Linked DNA regions of Sus scrofa: region 2 is linked to region 1. The links are chromatin contacts, called in public promoter capture Hi-C maps. All regions are on one chromosome and are shown on one strand. Each heading gives the region's core, a stretch centred on a gene start, on an enhancer-like site or on the middle of the called end of the contact. The rest is flanking DNA. Distances are from core to core; before and after follow the strand shown.

Region 1 (4,032 bases), core at 790-3,289:
GGAGCCAAGGTGGAGCACGTGGCTGAGGATTCAGGAGAGAGATGAAGTCAAGAGCACTGGGCAGGGCGTGCTAAGAGGTCTGATAAAGGGGTGCAGTAGAGTGAAGGCAGGAGTTAAGGATTCTCACCTTCCTGGTTTCTGACTTGAGCAACCAGGTAGATTCATGATTTTCATGTAAACCATTAGTGTAAGTTCGTGAGAGAGGAATTGAATAAAAAGAGGGGGCTCAGTTTGAAGTGCCTATGTATCCAAAGATGGTCAAGGTCATTGATCTTAAGACTCCAGGGCCCCAAGAGGGTTTAAGAGCCCATCCCTGAGTCTTCTTTCCAGTGGAGTGAATATTTTCCAGGTCTTTGGTTGGGACCCTTGCCTAGCTGAATCCTGTATTTCAAGGCTCGTGTGCTAGAGAAAGCAGAGGTATCACTAAGAAAGAACACAGCCTCTGCCAGGGCGGCCATAGATAAACACATGCCCTATATCCCCATGCTGACAGAAGAGAGACCATCTTTCTTTTTTAAATGTGTGGGGAAAATATTTTAGTTACCTTCAAAGATGTGAAACCCTTTCTCGGCCTGAAACACTCCTCCTCCTTCTCACTTTTAACCCAAATGGCCAATGTTCTATGTAGTCCTAATGTTAGCCTGTTTTGCATTATGTGTTTGATAATTGGTGCCTTTGACTGATGTTCTTGTTAATGTTGCTTTAGTTCACAGACTTGTAATATTCTTAGGCCTGGAGGAGATTTCAAAAAGAAATAATATAAAGCAACCCCCTATGCCTGGATGCCTGAGGTGATGGGACCCTGCTGTCCCTGATCACAGGTAGGCAGGGTCTTCTTCTGAAACAAGAAGTCAAGGTCAGGTCTGAGAACACCAGGCCTGATTCCTGTGCGGGCAGAGGGGTCTCCCAGTCCCAGATGAAACTCCTTTGACCCACCCTATCCTGTTCTCACAACGCATTCCAGATCCCCCTCCCCAGCCCACTGCTGAAATTAAAAAGGCAGTGCCTGCAGCAGTAATCATTTTTTGATTATTTACACAATCATGTAAGGGGCACCACATTCCTGTTGTGGGGGCCTTTATTACAATAATCCTACAAAATCCCTCTGGTGTCACCCACATTTTTTACAAGAAGAAACTGAGGAAGTTCCCGTCTTGGCGCAGTGGTTAACGAATCCGACTAGGAACCATGAAGTTGCGGGTTCGATCCCTGCCTTGCTCAGTGGGTTAAGGATCCAGCGTTGCCGTGAGCTGTGGTGTAGATCGCAGACGCGGCTCGGATCCCGCGTTGCTGTGGCTCTGGCGTAGGCTGGTGGCTACGGCTCCAATTAGACCCCTAGCCTGGGAATCTCCATATGCCGCGGAAGCGGCCCTAGAAAAAGGCAAAAAAGACCAAAAAAAAAAAAGAAAGAAAGAAAGAAACTGAGGCACAAAGAGATTCATAAACTTGCCCAAGATTGTGTAACTAAGTGATACCAAGAGTTCACTTTTAGCCCCAGTCCAGTGGTCTTGGCACTATCTCTCTCTTCCCTAAGAGCTTTTTGTATCCAACCCCTCTGTTACTCTCAAAGAATAGAAGGCGTTTCTCTGAGTTTTGGGGAGATAGAGCTGTGTGCCCAAGATCCACTGTACCTCTCCCATATCGCCACCAGATGGCGCAGTGAGCGCTAACATCCTTTCCATCCTTGGCGCTTGGCTAGACCGACAAGGGTGGCGCGAACAGCTGCAGGGAGCATGTCAAAACAGAGTTCTATTTAGGAAAGCGGGGCCTTCCTGCCTGGCCCTGTTTCCCATCGGGATCCTTGGTTGGCTCTCCACAGACTATAAATGAATTTGCTTTTTTCTTGCTTCCCCATCCTACTGCTAACCCACATCTCTGATTCTATTTTCTCTCCGTCCCTGACACCAGGGCACAAGTCCCACCCACAGCAGGGAATAGTGTGTCTTGAAGAGAGAGGGCAGCAGGCTGGCTGGGTGGGCCAGGGAGTCGAGGTCTACAGTCAGTCCCCAGGGTGACTGGTGGACCATTTTCTACACAGACCAGGAGCCCAACACCGTGCACACTCCAGCATTCACCCGACCCCCACACCTGGTCCAAGGGACCTGTCTTAGTCCGCTCAGCTGCCATAACAAAGTATCAGGGGGCTGACATCCAAGATCAAGGTGAGGACAATTTGTTTTCTTCTGAGCCCTCTCTCCTAGGCTTGCAGGTGGCCTCCATCTCACTGTGTCCCCACATGGCCATTTCCCTGTGTGCCCTACTCTCCTCTTTTCATAAGGACACCAGTCGGGTTGGATTAGGGTCGCACAAGCAGCCTCATTTTATTTTATTTGTGTGTGTGTTACTATTCTTTTTTTTAATTGAGGTATAATTGACTTACAATGTTGTGTTCAAGTGTTCAGCAAAGTGACTCAATTACATTTTTTTCAGATTCTTTTCCATTATAAGTTATTACAAAATATTGACTATAGTTCCCTGTGTTATACTGTAAATCCTATTGCTTATCTATTTTAGTATAATAGTTTGTATCTGTCAATCCCATGCACCTAATTTATCTCCCCTTCTTTCCCCTTTTGTAAGCATAAATTCATTTTCTGTGTCTGTGAGTCTGTTTTATATTCAGATTCATTCACATTGTTTTTTAGATTCCACATGTAAGTGATATTATATAGTATTTGACTTCACTTGTTAGGATAATCTCTATGTCCATCCATGTAGCTGCAAATGGCATTACTTCATTCTTTTTTATGGCTGAGTAATATTCCATTGTATATATGTACTACCTCTTTACCCATTCCTATATGGATGGACATTAAGCTTGCTTCCATGTCTTAGCAATTATAAATAGTGGTGCTATGAACATTGGGGTGTCTGTGCGTTTTGAGTCAGAGTTCTCATCTTTCCTTTTTTTCATTTTCTAAGGAACCTCCATACTGTTTTCCACAGTCAGCCTCATTTTATTTTAACTGCCTCTTTAAAGGTCCCATCTCCAAATACAGTCACATCCTGAGATACTGGCGCTGGGCCTTCATATATGAATTTCAGGGTGGATGCAATTCAGTCCGTAACAGGATCCAATCACTAATATTTAAAAACCTTGAGGGCAGAATTTTGTGCTTAATTTTCACCCCAAGAGGTCACAGGCAAAGTCATAGGTCACAATGGGTTCATGGCCTTCATCACTGTGTGATGTTAAGGATGAATACGGCTCAAACAGTCCACGTAATTGCCAAATGGCCCGTCCTGGGGCTTACATGGTAGCCCCGATGGATCTGGTTTGGGGTCTCTAACTGACGAACCAAGTAGACGATCACCAGCCTCTGCTTCTCTATGAAGAGCTGGTTCCCCTCTTCTCTTTCTTTTGAACACCCCCAAACGCAGCACACTCCCAGAGCCCATTCTCTGGAGTCTTTCTGCCTGAGAGAAGGCTCTTGGATGGCAAACTGGATATGCATGACACACCCTGGGGGGCTGTAGGGATGACAGAGTGGCCCCAGGTTGAAAGATTAGGCCAGAGAGTCTGTTCAATCTGGGAGTGCCCCCAGGACAGGTTTTGTGGAGCCTCATTCAGAAGAAAGTCAGAGAATTAAGAAATCCCAAAGAAGAAGTCGCTTCCCAGGGCAAAAAATGGTAATGGAGCAGCAAGAGAAATGCCTCATCAGAGAATAAAGAAAGCAGCTCCCGTTTGCCAGCGGCTGAACATGGCTGGGGGTTGGGGACCGGGTCACCCTCAGCTGGGGAAGACTCATTTGACACCAATGGGTCTCCAGCACCGGCTTTTTCTTAAACTGCTCTGCTGTCCCCTCAGAGGTAAAGCTAACCCTGGTTTGATAACCCAAATAATTCTCAACCCAGTCCCTATTCAGCCCTCTCCAGGGTGCCTTGCCTCCCTCAAGACATAAGATTTTTGTATTCGTGTGTTAGATCATGGCCATGTAGAGTTATACGATGCTGGAGCCACAGTGGAGCATATGCAATAATTGTGAGTCCAGCCTTATAGTCCAGGCTGTGTTTGGGGAGACGTATCTCCGG
Region 2 (4,032 bases), core at 468-2,967, 170 kb after region 1:
CACTGATCCTCATTCTACAACACCCCCATTCCAACCCCTCAGAATTCCAGGCATGGCCTTGGGCTCACCACTTTCTCCACTGTTACTCTGTCTCCACTCTCAGGAGCCACCAATAAGACTTGAAAGAACTAAAAGAAGATAGCACCAAGAATGTGGTCTGGCAACCCAAGTAGGAACCAGTACCAATTTCAGAATATTTCTGCAGGAAAAGAGATTTTTCTAAACTACTCAATGTCATACCGAAACCACTGTAGCAAAACTCTAAGCAACAGAATATCTAAGTACTTCCTTAAAAGCAATGGGGCTTTACTTCCACAATACCTAGAGAAGTGCTCCAATGAAATGTTTAATAAGAGATATTTATCAAATGAAATCCCTATGCTGAGAAACTTCACTGTTTTTCCTTTCTCTTACTTCATAACTCCCAGCACGTGAGACACAGCCCACGAGTCCATGGGTACCCCCTACAGTCACAAACTGGCTGCACCTGCATCACCTGAGACCTGACCAAATCAGAACCTGTGTTTAAAGAACAAAAACGAACCAACAAAACACCCACAAGAACTCCCCAGGTGAATCGCATGCACATTAAAGTTTGAAAAGCACTGCCTTAGAAGTTTACTGTATACAAGACCTTCCAAGCCCAAACTCCAATCTCCACAACAGCGTTAGAATAGCATGCCCTGCACAGGGTCAACAATTAACCCATGGACCGGTTGGGACACTTGTCACCCCGAGGCAACCTTCCTCCCTGACAGTCTTCCATCCGCTCACCTTGATACGCTCCTCGTCAATCTCCACGGCTCGTTCTCGGAAATCCACCCCGATAGTAGCCTCCGTGCGATCGGGGAAGCGGCCGGCGCAGAAGCGGTAGGTCAGGCACGTCTTGCCCACATTGGAGTCGCCAATCACGATTATCTTGAAGATGCGGGAGCGAGCCGGAGGCAGAAACACTGAGGCCCCTGACACCGCCCCGCTGGACGAGAAGCTCGCCTCGAGCGACGACTCCATCTCCGAAGCCATTCTCCTGACCCGCCCCAAACTGAGGCGGTGGGAAGGAGACGCAGAAAGGCTGGGAAATTACGCCACCGGGAGCGAACGCCGAGCCCGCCGGCTGGGCTGCGCAACTTCCCAGGAGCCACCGCCCTCCAGCCCTGCAGCGCGCGTGCGCACCTTCCCGCCCCGCCCCCGGCCCGCGCAGGTGTGGCGCCCACCAGCCTAGACTCACGGACCCTCCCGCCTTGTCCCCGGCTCCACCCTAGCGTCACTCAGGCCGGGGCCCGTCTACCTGGGAAATCACGGGGCCTGTCAGGAGCCTGACGGTGGCGCGGAAGGCAAGCTGCCGAGAGGCCAAGCAGAGTGCCCAGGCCCAGCACCCAGGCAGGCCCGGCCCCGCCACGTCCAAGGCTCCCGCCCTCTGGAGTAAGCGGCGCGAGCGCTCTGGAGGCGGGGAGAGAGACAGCTGAAAGGAAGGAGGTACCGCCAGGCAGTCTCTCGCGAGAGGGCGGAAGAGCCGTTTCGACGGGGGCGTGTGCCCGCTGAGGCCGAGTAAGGTTTTCGGAGGGCTCGGGCGTCAGGCTCTTCGCTTTCTTCGATTTGCGGTTGGGGCGTCCCGGGCTTGGAGGTGGAGGCGGGTTCCCTTGGCTTGCAGCTGGGGTCCCCGGAGTCGGCTGCGCTCCCTGACTCCTCTGGGCTCTCGTGACCGCAGGAGTTGGGACAGCGACGGGGCTGGGAGGTGGGAGTGAGGGTGTGAGAAGCACTTAGAAGCGAGTTCCGGGTGGTCTTGACAGGAGCGTGGTTGTCAGTGAGCAGGCAAGAGTTCAATGCCGTCCGCCGCCTCCGCGCAGAAGATTTCATTAGACGCCCTGAGCGATGCTTCGGTGCCTGCAGAACTCTGGTGTCCGGGATTCGCGGCCCAAAAGAAGTAGAACAAATCACATGTGGACCACGTGGGGGCATGGAACCCAGAAGCTGTCACTCGACGGCCTCTGTGGTGAGAGTAAAACCGGCTGTGCCCTGGTTTTAGGTCTTCGTGAGCAGGCCTGGGTGACGATGTCGTAGCGGTTAAATATTACTGAGTGCTCGCAGAAGTTGTCTTTGTCCGTATACCTAAGGGAAATATTAATAGATGAGACCATTCAGTCTTAATTTTTTCTGATTACTGTGAATTCTTCCGAGGAAACCTACTATATACTAAGTCATAGAAAATGTCCCAAATGTGCAGACACACTGCTTTTTGTGAAAAGTTTTGTTTTGTTTTGCAGTAACGAGACTGGGGTTTTTTATTTTGTTTTGGTTTGTTCTAAGTACAGGGTTATGCCTGCTGCCTGGAAATACAAGGAGAATGGAGAGGAGTACATAGTATGCCTTAAATAGAAGGAGGGGAACAATAGAGCACTAACAGCCCTAAGAAAGGAGATAAACTGCTTATTTCGGCAGATAAAACGAAGGTGTGCTTAGAGCAAATTAGTGGTAGCACCTGAGCATGCCTAGTTGCCAGCAATTTGCAAAAGCCTTGATACACAATAATTTCTGTTATGGTGGAAAAACTAAAGTTACTAGCATACCAAGTTATGTTAAGGAAGGGAGGAGTTTACCTGGTTGAATGTGTATGCCAGTTACATTTCAGTTTACTGTTACAGAAACCAGAACATGCCCTGAAAATCCTAACTGTTTATCTGTGAGGTGGTTTCTATGAAGATTAATCATCCCAGAAACTATTAGAGGTCTACTCAACCTGTCCCATTTAAAAGATAGAATCTGAAGATTTAATGAGAAAAAGCACTTGAAGAATTCAAAACTGTGGCTAATCAGGTAATTTGAAAATATGGTTAAAAAGCATCAACGTCTCTGTATCCCAAGGCCCTTGCTCTTTTTTGTATTCTGACTTTTTTGGTTTAGCTCATGCTAAACTGCATTAGTAATTCATTTTCTTGTCTCTTTATCCAGATCCTATTCATATTTCACATACTAGCTCAAAAATCTTATCTCTGTGAAGCTTTGGTTGATTCCTTCAGCTCAGAATGTTTTGGATTTATTCTAAAAGTATTGTGTTTTGGGGGTATTGCTCACTGGGCTTTGGAATACTATCTCTGGCTGTTTATGTCATGTTTATGTGTTGTGCCCTCCAACTGGTTTGTCGGTTCTTGGCTACTGGCTGAAAATAGTAGTCATTGTTATTCAGTAAATGGTGGATAAATGAGTGAAAGGAGAGATTTCTTGTGTAAGGATTGTCAGTTTGAACCCTTTACCAATTAGTTGTGCACAGTTCTGCATAACTTAGATGGAAAAAGCATTGTAGATACTTGACCGTGTTATGAGGAGTTTTGTATTTTCAGTCTGCAGTTTGAGATATTCCTTATGTGATTAAAGTGTGTATCATTTGTATTAATCGAATAACCCCAGGTTTGATGCTTGAAAGAGATTCTACTGTTGGGAATAGTGGATGGGTGATACAGCTCTATTTTCTGAGAATTCATTTTGTCTTTGGTGTTTTTTACTACTTGCAGCCACTACCACTTGGCCTCAAAGTATAAGCATGTAGCCTTGCCTTTCTTTAATATTTTAACTGCAAAGCTGAGGAGAGACTAAATTTGGATCCTTTAATAGTAAAACTGGAACATTATACACAGTTTAGGGTAAGATGGGTGTTGAAAAGTAATTTTCTAATAGAAAAACCTGAGTGGATATTAAAAATATAAAATAAGGGTAATCTTATATATAAAATATAAGATTTTCAACTTTTTAAAAATTGTAGTTGATTTATAATGTGTTAATTTCTGCTGTACAGCAAAGTAATTCAGATATATATATACATTCTTTTCAGTATTTTGCACTGCGGTTTATCATAGGATATTGAATATAGTTCCCTGTGCTATACAATAGGACCTTGTTATTTATCCATTCTATATATAATAGCTTATATCTGCTAATCCCAACCTCCCACTCCAACCCTCCTTCAAACCCTTCCCTTTGGCAACCCATAAGTCTGTTCAATATGTCTGTGAGTCTTTTTCTGTTTTGTAGATAGGT

What was found. Promoter capture Hi-C pulls out the DNA fragments that hold promoters and counts their contacts.
Region 2: a contact with region 1 is called in a promoter capture Hi-C map of fetal skeletal muscle, with 4 times the contacts expected there. The contact joins the promoter of RAB33B here to the enhancer-like site in region 1. A contact is called at or near these places in 3 of 5 promoter capture datasets (fetal liver, fetal skeletal muscle and liver), 24 of 47 Hi-C or Micro-C datasets (adipose tissue, blood, brain and 14 more) and 1 of 2 datasets of contacts at active chromatin or transcription factors (skeletal muscle).

What each region holds. Positions count from the first base shown.
Region 1 is chr8:87,402,607-87,406,638 of Sscrofa11.1, forward strand. No RefSeq gene overlaps it. Among named protein-coding and RNA genes, the nearest start is that of MGST2, 10 kb to the left of the region's middle. Within about 2 kb of position 2,040, at least 8 of the 83 cell types and tissues checked have an H3K27ac peak or open chromatin away from gene starts, as enhancers often do. A contact at or near this core is called in adipose tissue, fetal skeletal muscle and skeletal muscle, where this site is marked.
Region 2 is chr8:87,568,828-87,572,859 of Sscrofa11.1, forward strand. RAB33B (ras-related protein Rab-33B) reads right to left here and starts at 1,718. Exons shown (of 3, transcript XM_005656532.3): 1 at 1,289-1,718; 2 at 775-1,042. The coding sequence starts at 1,023. It overlaps LOC102162389 (a long non-coding RNA gene), which reads left to right and starts at 1,186. Exons shown (of 5, transcript XR_002346777.1): 1 at 1,186-1,548; 2 at 1,791-1,993; 3 at 2,643-2,814.